Linked DNA regions of Hordeum vulgare: region 2 is linked to region 1. A link is a contact called in public Hi-C data. All regions are on one chromosome and are shown on one strand. The core of a region is the stretch at or near the end of the contact, and the rest is flanking DNA. Distances in the headings are between cores, read along the strand shown. Region 1 holds the start of LOC123449266 (alpha,alpha-trehalose-phosphate synthase [UDP-forming] 6-like). Region 2 holds the start of LOC123449270.

What was found. A called contact is a pair of places that touch in the nucleus more often than the background predicts.
Region 2: a contact with region 1 is called in a Hi-C map of seedling, with 4 times the contacts expected there. The contact joins the promoter of LOC123449270 here to the promoter of LOC123449266 in region 1. A contact is called at or near these places in 2 of 6 Hi-C or Micro-C datasets (leaf and seedling) and 1 of 1 datasets of contacts at active chromatin or transcription factors (embryo).

The regions. Positions count from the first base shown.
Region 1 is chr4H:525,346,525-525,353,710 of MorexV3_pseudomolecules_assembly, forward strand. It overlaps LOC123449266 (alpha,alpha-trehalose-phosphate synthase [UDP-forming] 6-like), which reads left to right and starts at 4,308. Exons shown (of 3, transcript XM_045126413.1): 1 at 4,308-6,926. The coding sequence starts at 4,933.
Region 2 is chr4H:525,548,637-525,555,822 of MorexV3_pseudomolecules_assembly, forward strand. LOC123449270 reads left to right here and starts at 2,800. Exons shown (of 18, transcript XM_045126417.1): 1 at 2,800-2,974; 2 at 3,579-3,665; 3 at 6,581-6,762. The coding sequence starts at 2,848. It overlaps LOC123449271 (probable UDP-3-O-acyl-N-acetylglucosamine deacetylase 1, mitochondrial), which reads right to left and starts at 2,815. Exons shown (of 7, transcript XM_045126419.1): 1 at 2,600-2,815; 2 at 2,204-2,512; 3 at 1,879-2,085; 4 at 1,053-1,151; 5 at 302-366. The coding sequence starts at 2,671.

The DNA of each region.
Region 1 (7,186 bases), core at 3,058-5,557:
GAAATGGTTCCTAGTTGATCTCGAAGCGTTTCGGGGTAACCTGAAGGGTTCTGATAGTATCGAGTAATATCGGGTATTATTGATAACTAATATATAGGTGGAAATATTTGGGGATGTTAAATTATATATAAAATGGTCTAGAAGTATTTATAATAAATTTATATCAACATGCCTTAAAGGACCAAGAGATGGAAGGCAACTTGGGCCACAAGGGCCCTAGTGGGAGGCGCCTCCCTTCCCTAAGGAAGGAGGCGGAATTGGATAGGGGGAGTCCAAGTCCACCTCCCTAGACCGACGCCCCAAGGAGGGACTTGCTCTCCTTGGTGGAAACCCCTCCTCTCCCCTCTAACCTATATATGCTTGAGGTATTGGCCCTATTGTATACACAAGTTTTGTAGCCTCCTCTAGTTCTCTAGTTCTAGTTCTAGTTCATCCTAGTTGATCTAATTAGAGCTAGACCTAGTTTCTCTTATCCTCATAATTAGAAGCATAGTGTGGTTCTAATCTCCTCTCTCTAATTCCTCGACACAGATTAGCTCTTAACAGCGAAGCGCTGCCGGATCGTGAAGACTGCATGCTTGCAACCAAGTAGAGAGGTTGCTTTCAGTATCCACTTCGAGGGATCACTCGTGGGCGATTCACTGGAACCTTCATCTACGCTTCGAGGGACTTCAAGTACAATCTACACGGTCACGCTCTTCTTCGCTGCAACTCGGTGACGGTAATGATCGTCATCTCAACCATTATTGTATCTTCATAGTGCTCCTCTTTGATTGCATGGTGATTTTTTATACTTCTTTTTCCAACAATTCTGCCCACCTACGACCGTGCAGCCACTCGCAGGTGATCCTGCTGATAGGGTGTTTCACGCGTCAGTGAGTGCGCCCACATACCACCGCACACCCGGCAAAAGACGGGCCCACCATTGGGGTCCCATGCGCTAGTTACTGCACACCCGCTCACACATGGGCTTGACATTGGGGTCCCACCCGTCAATAACTAAATCAGCACCTACACTCAAGCTGCCGCCAATGTGGGTGTCCTACACATTAAAGAGAGTCCCCCACATACCACTGTGCACCCGCTCACTAATGGGACCACCGCTGGGATCCAAATCGTCGGTAACTGCGCCCACTACCTACAACCAAGCTACCACTGACATGGATGTCCTACCCGTCAGTGAGAACTCCCACGTATGAACATGCAGTCGCTAACAACTGATGGTTCCACCAGAGGAGTCCCATGAGTCAGCTTATGTTACCACCATCTGTGACCACGCATCCGCTAACACATGGCCTGGTCAGAGGAGTCCCACAAGTTAGTATATGTGCACACCATCTACGACCGCGCAACCACTGACAGGGGTGTCCCACGCGCCAGTAACTGTGCAAAGTAACAACGATTTTGACCCAAGTTTGGGCTTCTATGAGGGTTCCCACACGGTGGAGGCAAAAAAGTGAGGACTACCGAAGAGCATGAGGAAAACCGAGGATAACTAAGCAATGAGGGGCATGAAAATAGAAATCCATTCTATCTATATGTTGTGTATGTGACAAGACCGTTTTGCGATAGTGTATGTATAATTTGGTTCTTTGGTGGAATCACTTACGCCCTACTTCTTCCGTCTGTACCGAGGATCTCATGAATTTACGCCGCACTCTTAAAATAGCGGCAAACATTTGATGATGAATTAGTACTCCATTCCTTTATGGAGTAGCCCCGCGTCTATAACGAACTAACGACACAAAGGGCCACCGATCTCTCTTTGTCGTATAGAGTAATATTTCTATATATGTTGTGTATGAGGCAAGGATTGCATACATCAATGCAAAGTGTATTTTTCTTCCTACTACCTATAAAAACGGCTACATGTGGCAAAGTTTGCAGAATACAATAACGTGTCGAAAACTGCCTGGTAAAGATGGATATAAAAGTGTAACACTTTTGCATTTGTAAGTAACTGTCAGTTTTTTGGGTATAAATTGATGTGGTTACATAGCGAATTTGTTGGAGTGAAGTAGTTTAGAACAAAGGATTTGTGTTGCATGTGTTAAAATACTATGTCTATTCTAAGAGTGCACTTATTCTCTATAATTGCAAAGTAGTGACATATACTAAAAGGAACCTGATAAGTGCCACACATGTTACACGAAGCAATTCCGCCCCGACATTTTTTGATGGCAAGTTTATTTAACCGAAGATGGCGGCTTTTGTTGCGAAGCATGGCAACTTTCTGTTTGGATGGCAAGTTCAGTTTTGTTTTCGGATGGCAACTTTAGTTCTAAATAATGTTAGGACGATGTTATTTCATGCCACGTGTATGTCACTTATCATTTGGGTACAAAAATCATCCGTAAAATACAATATCATTGTTTAAACCGCCGAGCAGACGCGGACATGTTGGTCATGTTTTACACATGTAATTTATTGTTAGCCTTTGTATGAATCGATTTGACTAAATATATTTGTTGCATGGATACAATTCAAAAAATAATGTTTATATGGATGTTGCATATGTGAAAAGACATGGATACGTCTATCGAGAGGGCCCTCTTCTTCGTCAATTATGGAAAATAACAAATATGGTAAAGTCATCCACGATAATAGAATGTATTGGTTAGAATGACGAGTAAACTCATCTATGGACATGGCTCCCCTGGCATGTGGACCCTGGCCCACACGCCAGTGGCCCCACGTCAAGGGTGTAGTATGTTAGAGGATCCGGGTCCCATAGACATAATATGTACATAGAAGTTCAATGCTTTGCGTCCTTAATTTAGTGTTAGCTTTTAGACTGCATACAATTCGTTTCATGAACAAATCAGGAAATATTCTTTCTACCTACGTTGCACATGTGAAAATACCGCATTGCGATAGTGTATATTGTAATTTGTTTCTTTGTTGAATCACAAATGCACTAGTGATATTTCTATGTATGTTAGTATGTGGCAAGGATTGCATACATCAATGCAAAGTGTCTTCTTCTCCCTACTACGTGCAAAAATGGCTACATCTGGCAAACTTTGCCAAATATAATATAGTGCCGAAAACAACCTAGAAAATATTGATATAGAAGTGTATCACTTTTGCATTTGTATGTACTCCCTTTGTTCCTAAATATAAGTCTTTTAGAAGTTTCACTAGAAAACTATATACAGATGTATATAGACATATTTTAAGGGTAGATTCACTCATTTTGCTTTGTATGTAGCCTCTAAGTGAAATCTCTGAAAAGACTTATATTTAAAAACGGAGGGAGTAGTTGTTAGTTTTGTGGGTACGAATTGATCTAGTTATAAAGAAAATTTGTTGCACGGAAATAATTTAGAACAAATGATTTGTGCCGCATATGTGAAAAGACTATGTCCATTCTAAGAGTGCACTTCTCTTTATAACTGTAAAGCAGTTACATATGATGAAATCATCTTAAAATACAATATCATTGTTAAAACCGTCGAGCAGACGCAGACATGTGGTTGTCATGTTTTACATATGTAATTTATTATTAGCCTTTGTATGCATCGATTTGACTACATATAATTTGTTGCATGGATACAATTCAAAAAAGTTATTATCTATGTTGCATATGTGAAAAGACATGCATACATCTATCCAGATGCCTTCTTGTTCGTAAATTACGAAAAAGGACAGATATGGTAAAGTTATCCGCTAAAAGAATATAGTGGTCGCAATTGCCGAGCAAACACAAGACATAATGCGGACATATAAGCGTAATCTTGAATTTACTGTTAGCTTAAATATGAATTGATCTATCTACGTTGCACATGTGAAAAGGCCATGTTGCGATAGCGGACGTCGTAATTTTCGTTCTTTGCTAGAACCACCAACGCCCTACTTCTTCCATCCGGACAGAGGATCTCGTGAATTTACACTGCCATCAGAAAATAGCCGGAAACTTTTTATTGCGAATCAGCACACCATTCCTTTTCTATCTAGCCCCTAAAAACTCCTGCCCCAGGTGTAAACCGAACCAACGACACAAAAGGGCCACCGATCTCTCTCCGCCGTCCAGACTCGCTGCGCCGCCCCCAGTAACAGTTGTTTTCTTTTCCTTGCCGTCTTGGGCGCTGGGGGCCAACCCCAATAGATGTTGTCAAGGCACCACCGTCCAAACGCCAAAGCAAGGAAATCAACGTGTACGCGCCCGTCGCCTCCTGTCCCCTTCCTCGTCTTTCTTTCTTCCTTTCTTTCTTGTAGTAAACCCTCTGCTTTCCCCGCTCACCCTATGCCTCGCTGCTTGTTTGTTCTATAAAGGGCATCCGCCCTCACCAGCGGCTGCTCGTCGTCGTGCACCATGAGTTGTAGCAGTTCCACCAGATCGTGTAGGGCTGGAGCAGTCTCGTGGGTGTGGCTCAAAGATGTTTTCCTTTGATGATGTTTTCTGGCAATTTTATCAGAGATCTGATTGATATGTTTCTTGGCCAGAGGAACGGGACCAAACCGGCCTCGTCACAGGCCGAGCAAGATACCCCCTATCTCCTAGTCTTTTTGGTGAAGGAGTGAGGTACACACTTGTCAAGCCAGGCGAATACCGCCACCACCAAATTGCATGCACGAAAGGTTCACCCCCTTCCCCTTGTGTCAAAAGTACAGAAAGGCCCTCCCTTTCTCTCTCTACAATTAGTGCATCACTCTCAGCTCAGCTCAGCTCAGCTCAGCTCACTCCACCGGTAAGCACAAAGAGAGAGATAGAGACGGACGCAGTGAGCAAGACACACACCCACCCCAGGTCAGGTGGATGCCTTGTTGCTGCTGAGCCCAGGCCTTCAACTGTCTCGCCAGGAACTGTGTGCCAAAATATCGGCGCCTCCCTTCTTCCTCCTGGACTTCGCTCGCTGATTGAAGCCCCAATTCTCCCCAAATCCCTCCCCTTTCTCGCGAAATCCCGAATCTTGCTCACGGGAGGAGGCCATGGTGTCGAGCTCCTACTCCAACCTGCTTGACCTGGCCACGGGCGCGGCGGACCAGGGGCCGGCGCCGGCGGCGCTCGGCGCGCTGCGGCGGCGGCTACCGAGCGTGGTCACCACGCCGGGGCTCATGGAGGACTCCCCCGCGTCCCCCTCCACGCCGTCCCCGGCGCCGCGCCCGCGCACCATCGTCGTCGCCAACCACCTCCCGATCCGGGCCCACCGCCCGGCGTCGCCGTCGGAGCCGTGGACCTTCTCGTGGGACGAGGACTCGCTGCTCCGCCACGTGCAGAAGAGCTCCTCCTCCCCGTCCATGGAGTTCGTCTACATCGGCTGCCTCCGCGAGGACGTCCCGGGGCCCGAGCAGGACGCCGTGGCGCAGGCGCTCCTCGAGTCCTACAACTGCGTGCCGGCGTTCCTCACCGCCGACACCGCCGCCCGCTACTACCACGGCTTCTGCAAGCAGCACCTCTGGCCGCTCTTCCACTACAGGCTGCCGCTGTCCCCCGACCTCGGCGGCCGCTTCGACCGGCTGCTATGGCAGGCCTACGTCTCCGCCAACAAGGTGTTCGCCGACAAGGTGCTGGAGGTGATCAACCCGGACGACGACTTCGTGTGGGTGCACGACTACCACCTCATGGTGCTCCCCACCTTCCTCCGCAAGCGCTTCAACCGCATCAAGCTTGGCTTCTTCCTCCACTCGCCCTTCCCCTCCTCCGAGATCTACAAGACGCTGCCCGTCCGGGAGGAGCTCCTCCGCGCGCTCCTCAACTCCGACCTCATCGGCTTCCACACCTTCGACTACGCTCGCCACTTCCTCTCCTGCTGCGGCCGGATGCTTGGCCTCCCCTACGAGTCCAAGCGGGGCTACATTTGCCTCGAGTACTACGGCCGCACCGTCAGCATCAAGATCTTGCCCGTCGGAGTCTACATGGACCAGCTCAACACCGTGCTCGCCTTGCCGGAGACGGAGGCCAAGGTCGCCCAGCTCATGGAGGCCTACACCGGCAACGGCAGGGTCGTCATGCTCGGCGTCGACGACATGGACATATTCAAGGGGATCAGCCTGAAGCTGCACGCCATGGAGGAGCTGCTGCGCCAGCACCCTGAGTGGCGGGGCAAGCTGGTGCTGGTGCAGGTGGCGAACCCGGCGAGGGGCCGGGGCAAGGACGTCGCCGGCGTGCAGGAGGAGACATATGCCATGGTGAAGAGGGTCAACGAGGCGTATGGCGCGCCGGGGTACGAGCCGGTGGTGCTGATTGAGCAGCCATTGCAGTTCTACGAGCGCGTCGCGTACTATGTCATTGCAGAGGTGTGCCTGGTCACCGCGGTCCGGGACGGCATGAACTTGATCCCCTTTGAGTACGTCGCCTCCCGGCAAGGCAACGAGAAGCTGGACAGAATACTGCGGCTGTGCAAACCAGAGCAGAAAAAGAGCATGCTGGTGGTGTCCGAGTTCATCGGCTGCACCCCGTCGCTCAGCGGCGCCATAAGGGTGAACCCATGGAACATCGATGCCGTGGCCGATGCCATGGAGAGCGCCCTTGTGATGCCTGAGAAGGAGAAGAATCTGCGGCATGACAAGCACTACCGCTATGTCGAGAAGCACGACGTCGGCTACTGGGCCAACAGCTTCCTGCAGGACCTTGAGAGGACCTGCAAGGATCACTCGAACCGGCGGTGCTGGGGGATAGGTTTTGGCCTGCGGTTCAGGGTGGTCTCCCTTGACCTGAGCTTTAGGAAGCTTGCAATGGAGCACATTGTTCAGGCGTACAGGAGGTCCAAGACTCGCGCCATTCTGCTAGACTACGACGGCACGCTCATGCCGCAGGCGATCAACAAGAGCCCGACTGCCAAATCGGTCCAGATACTCAACAGCTTGTGTCAGGACAAGAGAAATGCGGTGTTCCTTTGCAGCGGGTTCAAACGGTGCACGCTCAACGAGTGGTTCCCTGCCGAGAACCTTGGCATGGCAGCTGAGCACGGCTACTTCATGAGGTATGAGCTTAAGGTTGCTTCCCTCTTATAGTCTTATGTAGGAGTACATTCTTGCAAGCTGCTTAACATTCAGACTTTCAGATGCAGGCCATCTTATCTTTTTCCTGTCTATATCAGCCAACTTAATTGTGGGAAATGTTATTGGACTCTATATCATTATGACAAGTACTCCTACAATGTGGTGGCACATGTATGGAGAGATGTTTTTGAGTATGTTGCATCATAGGTTCATATTCTATGGCTGCGTGCATCGCAATGAT
Region 2 (7,186 bases), core at 1,550-4,049, 200 kb after region 1:
TTTTAGTATTACACTTCTTCAAATGCAATGCTATTGAATACGCTTTGCATTTGAGGGGGGGTGTTAGGAAGTATTAGTATTAGTCTAGGAGTCCTTATTAGTCTATTAGTATTAGTCTAGGAGTCCTTATTAGTCTATGTTTACTTTCCTTGCACCTCAAGTCTTGTGTAATATATATATGCCCCTTGGGCCTTCAATAAACATAAGTTGCTTTCCTAACAGAAACAACCAATCCACAGTTCTACAGAAAGCTAAAGTGGACTATAAATAGAAGAGCATATTTCAGCATATTATTATTCACCTGCAAACCATAGCATTTTCTAGTGATCCCCCTCTTATAAGCCCAGCACCACGCATTTTTTCAACCTGAAGAACTCAGAATTGCAGAAGAAGAAGTGAGTGTCTGCATCCATATGTGATTTGTAAGGATGAGGTAAGAAAATTGCTGGGGGATGTAACATGTAGCCAATAATTCTGCATAATCCCCAGCAGAAAGGATAAAACACAGATTGTACTACTCAGCTATATGGGAAATGAAAGAAATACTGGAAGTCCTTGGTCATTCAATTCATGTCATTAGTCTGAAAGGTGAAAATGAATACAAACTTGTAAAGTTATGCATCATGATAAAGCATATGAGAACCAAACCATGGCAAGTTGCACTGCCATTATTATTGGAGGAAAAAATTATAATACTCCCTCTATCTGGGTTTGGAGGGGGGGACGGGAATTTAGGTCATCAATTTGACAAGTGAAACGTGTGTTGTATGGCAGTACGCATATATCACTGGATTCATCGTCAAATGAAGTTTCTAAACGTATACTTTTGGTAGCATATTACAGACATTTCGTTTGTCAAATTGAAGACCTAAAAACCCGTGCCCGCCTTATAAACCGGATGGAGGGAATACCATATATTACATACGAGAAAGACATTGATTTTTCCCTGTTAGTACCAGAGAACGAATGATTGCCAGTATACAGTAAAAAGAGAGGAGAAAACAACAGTAATAATAGATTATAAATCAACATTGGTTAAAGTGTGAGCAAACCTCTTCAAATATACAGAAAGTTCTTGCAGGAGCTATCTTGCTTGAGTATACATCAGCATCCAGGAAAGTATCGAACCATTGACAACCAATCGCTGGTGCCTACAATAGGACACATAGTTTGCTCAAGTCCAAAATATACCTTTGAAACATTTTTAGCACACTATCAAAGTTTTTACCTAAAAAGTAGTTATAAAAGCTAGCTAATATTCTTTATGTTCATGTCCTTGCCAAAGGCATTTGGTCAAAATTTATTAATGCAGATAAAAAAAGAAGGTGCTTACACTTTATCATGAATGTCTACTCATATGATGATTATCAAATCAATAACTATAGAAAACACAAAGACAAGTTCAACCCCGAGCACATTTGAAAAAAAATCTTACAACTGATGTACTGGAACACATTATCTGTATGAACAACTACTGTTCTATGCATCAGGAATGTGACAGGCTTCGAGCTCTCCCACTAAAACATGTGGGAAGTCTGCCAAACTAAAGACTAAATAAAAATAATCTAATGGCCTCTACCAAATCACTGCACGTGTGATAGAAAAGGAAAATCAAAGGACAATTTCAGGCAGTGCTGACCTGACATCAATTTCACAGAAACAAAATACCATTCTATTCCCGGTCATGCTACGGTGTTACTTGAAATTTTCAAATTGAAAAGCGATACATCATACATCGTTCGATCAACATACAAACCAAATTGCATATGAACCATATGGTTAGCAGCGGAAGCAAGAGGCACTAGTAGGACGAGTTACAAGAGCCTACAATAATCACATTTCGTGAACTTAAAAAGGGGAAGCATGAGGCATACATACCTTTGGAAAATCAATTCCATAGGTGATGTGGGTTTGCGAGGAAGGGAATGCAGCTACAAAGCAATCGTCCTTCCGCAGGTAAACAGGCTCATCGATTTTGGGTGCCAGTTTCTCCAACTTTTGTCCACCGATATCATCGGCCTCACACAGACCGGCACCCCGTATGGCCTCCACCCACTCTTGCGCTGATCCATCAAGCAAAGGGATCTGTCACCGCTTAACAATAAATTCACATGAATCGGAAATACATCGTAGGTAAAGGAATCAGACATGAACGTCTACCCGACTACTGTTAGCAGCATCCCGGCAGCAAGACGGTACGCACCTCGTCGCCGCCGCTGACCTCGACGCGGCAGTTGTCGACGCCGAGCGCCTCCATGGCCGAGAGCAGGTGCTCCACCGTGCGCACCCGCGCGACGCCGCTCCCGCTCCGCAGCGTGGTGCAGAGCGGGGACTGTGGCTCGGCATTCCCCAGCTCCGCCGCCACCCTCGCCTCCCCCTCCCCCTCCACGACGAAGTACCTCCCTTCGCCCGCGCGCGCAGGGAGCAGCGTGGCGGTGGCGCACGCGCCCGAGTGGAGCCCCACGCCCGACCTGCTCACCGCCGCCGCGAGCGTCTGCTGCGCCCGACCCGTCTGGCATGAGGGGCAAAAGGGGTTAGTCAAACAGCCAGCCAAAGCTCCAGGGTTTAGAGACAGAGTTCCTCGCTGTCTCTCACTCACCGGCTTCCAGGAGAAGGCGGCGCGGGTGACGGATTTGAGACCTCGGGCAGCGGCGGCCGCGGCGGTGGACATGGCAGCAGCGGGCCAGCGGCGGCGGAGGAGCGAGGGATCACACTTTGACTACCGACAAGTGTGGCGTGGCCCGCTTGTGGGGCCCAATAGGTTTCTCTCTTCCAGTTCCAGAGCCCCTCACCGCATAACCCCCAGTCAGTCCACAGACCAGGAGACCCAGGGCTCGCGAATAAACCATGTCCTCGCGGCTGCGGCTGCTCTCGCTCCTGCGGAGCGGCCGCCTCGCCCTCGCCTCGGCAGATCGTCTCGCCGGCGGGCCGCCTTCAAGGGGCCTCCACCTACCCGCCGCTGCCGCCTCCTCAGGTGAGCGCTTCCCCCTGTGACCCTGTTTCGTGGTCTCGTGTTAACCCCCGCGGGAGGATTGGCAGGGAAATGGCTGCAGCGAGGCGGGGAAATGTAATTTTAGCGGGTTTGAGGGGTTGGATCATGCGATGCGCTCTGGGGTTTGTAAAATTGAGTTGATTTAAGTGGCAAAATATTGGGGGATGATGTTGCGTGCCTTCGATTGTTTCCATGGAGAGATAGGTGAGGAGCATGACGGACTAAGAGTAGGTTAGGGAGAACTGATGATGGCCCCCAAGGCTGGTGAGCGTTTGCGCCTTTTCCCCATGCCCTTGGGTGGCATGGGATCAGGCTGGAATTGGAATGTGCAAGCTACAACCTGTGTAAATCTGAGTCTCTGGGGAGCTGTTCAGCTGTCACGAAATATGCAACGCTAATGCTTGGTTGGTCCATGATAATAGCTATATGTCCTTTGTTGGTGAACTGTTCCGGATTGATTTTTTTACTAAATAGAGTTTTAAATTATAAATTGTCCTGCTTCTACTGTTTCTAGTGCAGCCAAGAGTGACATTGCTCGTGTTTGCTTCCGTGGTCATTTTGAAAAAATGCATGATTTTTTTCCCAGGTTCTGAATCTTATGATGGCAACTTCAGTTACTTTTCCAATCGACGGCTGGGTTTCAAGTTTGGCGCTATACTGATTGGACAAGCAGGTCTGTCTCATGCATATGCGCCATCCCCTTTTCATGCATTGCACACTGCTTAGCTGTTGCTGAATTCATAAATTTTAGTACAAGGCAATAGTTGGGCTAAAAGTATTATTATGTCACTTTCTACCAAGTGGGGTGCATGCAATTTCAGCATTTAGGTGAGGTGGAAGAGAAAAGTTGAGGGAGGGTTATCTTGTCACCAGATTGAGAAATAAGCCAACTGTGCATGCCAACAAATAAGCAAATGGTATAGCGATAATCTTCTGGACATGCACAAAAAACATGCTAAGGGCATCTCTAGCCGATCCCCTAAATTTTAGAGGAGTAAACAGCCGAGTAAACCTTAGTGGGGTATTTTAACTCCTCTAAGTTTTGGTCCTTTCTAGCTGATCCCCTGAACTTAGCGGAGTAAAAAAAATGTCAAATTCATTTAATTTCCGGTCATCCAAATAAACTTCTCTCTTATATTACTTTATTAAACGACATCATAGTTACGTACTTCACCAATTCTTCGCTAAGAGAACCGATCCGGAGAAAACTACAAGAACAATTAGACATTTTAATAGAAACTCAAGTGCCCTAAGTGCTCCCACTAGTTCGATTAATACTTTATCTATGTCTTCATTGCCAACATTGTTGCTTTTCTCTATCGACTTCTTGAACTTGCACACTTCGTTCTTCTCTGCCTCCACACAATTGGACTTTGCATCGTCTCTAGTCTCTACTCTAGCAAGTAGTGCATGAACATCTAGCAAATTTCTCGCTATCAATAGACCGATGCACTCTTCTTCCCAATAACAAATCTTACATCCATCCTACACACAATTTGAGCAAACAATAAGTTACAAATTACGACGAATCCGAAGAATAACCGTACAAACAAACACTCATCCTATTCTTTTTGCACTTGAAGAACACCCATCCCAGATGTTTCCATGTGCTCGGAACTCGGTGCAACACCAGCCGCGGGTAGTGGTCACACTTGATGACCGGCAGCGGGGAGCCGACGAGCTGTTGGGCTAGTGTCAAGCTCGGCTGACGGCCGACGGACGTGGTTGTGCCGGTGGTTAGTCAAAGAGAGAGATCTGAGTGCCGAGAGGGGGAGGGCATACCTAGATGCAACATTGAACTATTGCGGAGGCAAGGTGATTCTGTCTCCGGCGAATCCATCCAAAATGCGACGGTGCAAGCGGCGAGGATTGTAGATTTGCCGATTTAGGCGCTACCGCCGGCGAGAGAGGACTAGATCCGGGTGGGGGAGGAGCGTGGCGGGTCCTATGGGGGTCAGCGGTGGCGTGTTGTGGTCGGCGGAAGCTAGAGAGGAGGCGGTGGAGTATATGCGACATGGGGTGGGGTGGGTGAGGCCGAGGGGAGAGGGAGCTTTTTTGCTCGGGCGGGTGGGCGGCCGAGTAAATATAGGAGCCGTGTTGTCGAGGAGTAAATTTTTTACTCTAACCATTGTTGTTAAGTTGAACCACTAGTCGTCGGTGAGTCGCAACTGAAAGTCGACTCAATATGTCAACCCGAATCATTGGCTGAGTCGAGCGACTCGATCGACTAGTCTAGCTTTTTGAGTCGAACAACTAAAAGCTGGCCCCGCCTATCATATTTTTTCTATTTGCTTGCCCAATCCCCCCGTGAAACCTGGATCGAGACTAGTTTTCCCCGACCTAAACCTAACTTGTGACCCTCTCCCTTGCCCCTTGGCCTCCGCCGCCGCCCCACAATTCGGCCGGCCGGCGCTGCCGTAAGCTGGTTGCTGCTCCTCCCCTGTACCTATTGCTTAACTCGTGTTGATGAGAAAGAATGGTGAATCCACAAGGAAGCGTTGGTTGATTTTGTTTTGTTCCACAACTGATATCTCACAAAGCCAAGCAAGCGGTGAAAGTGGAAATTCACAACTATTCTTCCTCGACTAGTTGCAAGCCTCCAGATCAAAAGAAGAACTAACAAGAGCTGCAAACACTAGAAAGCTAAAACTAAAAGTACTAAATAACTAATTCTGCGTTTGGCATTGCGGTGGATTCTCATAATCCCGTTCGCCCCACACCCACTTTTCCCTATTCTAGTGTTACTTTTATGTCTAATTTTCCACAGCAGATTATAAAATATAAGCACAGTGCTGCAAAGTTCAGCAACCGCAGACTGTGCCTAAAACAGGATCAGGGACAAACAAGAAAAACTATTAAACTAATACAACTAGGTTTGTTGCCCTTTCACAATTCCAGCAATCTCTCTTCCACATATTGGTGTTGAAAACCCCGTGGGAGTGATCAATAGTTAGCGTGTTTAGTTCCTGTTTTGCTTTGCTGAAAATCCTAAAAACTTGTAATTAAGGTCCATTAACCTCCACTGTTCCAGCAATTCCCATCTTCAGATTTCGGTGTTGAAAACCCCAGAAAAAAATACCAGTACCTACTGTGTTTATTTCATGTTTTACTTAGTTGGAAAACCCTCAAACTCACAGGCTCCTTCGGTATACAACCGACAGTTCCGTAGGAACCTTCGTCCAGCGGTCAGTCACACACTAGTGTCCAATTAAGCCAGAGATGTTAGAACCAGGCTCTAGTACCAACTGTAGGAATATAGGATTGTAAAGGCATTCACATTTCCAAAAGCTACCTTACTAACATAGGGGATTGCCCCACTTCTAATTTAATTAGATTTGTAGGAAATACATTCACTTAGGTTTGTTGCCCTTCAGCAACCAACGTGGCTACGTTCAAAACAACCAATGTGGGGAACTTCCAAAAGCCTTGCAACTCCCATTATTTTCCCAACTTCAGTCTTCAATACTCCATAGTTGATCCATAGCAACTTTATAGAATTCCCAACTTCAGTTTTAAATACTTTTCAAAATTTAATGAAGGAAAACTCATATTTGATATCATGTGATCCTAACTTCGCTCTTGTTGCAGCTTTTCTTCTTAGCCTGAGTGGCGGCTCTGTATTGGCTCAGGATGACTCAGTTGCTCCAGCATCTACAATTCGTAAGCAAGCTGATGTTACTGGTCTACGTCGGATCGAAGATGGTTCAGTGATCTCAAATGAACACACGATCAAATGGTTCACAGATAAAGCACGAGCTTTTTTCAGAAAAGCAAGTACATGTTGTCCTTAGCTTCATCTAGCCCACCTTTTGGCATTATCTTTCTTATAAAAAATATATTATTTATAGTTCCACACTTTGTTCCAACATGATCCCTATATTAATATGTGTTATCCAATTTTGATGCAAAACTCAATCACGATCATCTTGATATATCATAACCTAGAGAGGATAGCTTTGGTGCGTTGCCACATGATGCTAATTGTTTGGTCCACACAGTTTTGGCCACCTGCTACAACTCTTTCTATGGGCAGAAGCCCTTTAGTTTCCTAATTAAACCTTGTGAAACTGGAAGGTCTAGCTTGTCATTAAACTACGCTCTGTTTTTATGTTCATATGCTGAAACTTAATAGTAATTTTAATTTTATTTTGGATTGCTACTGCTTGAACACTTGGGTGTAGCAACTTGCATAAG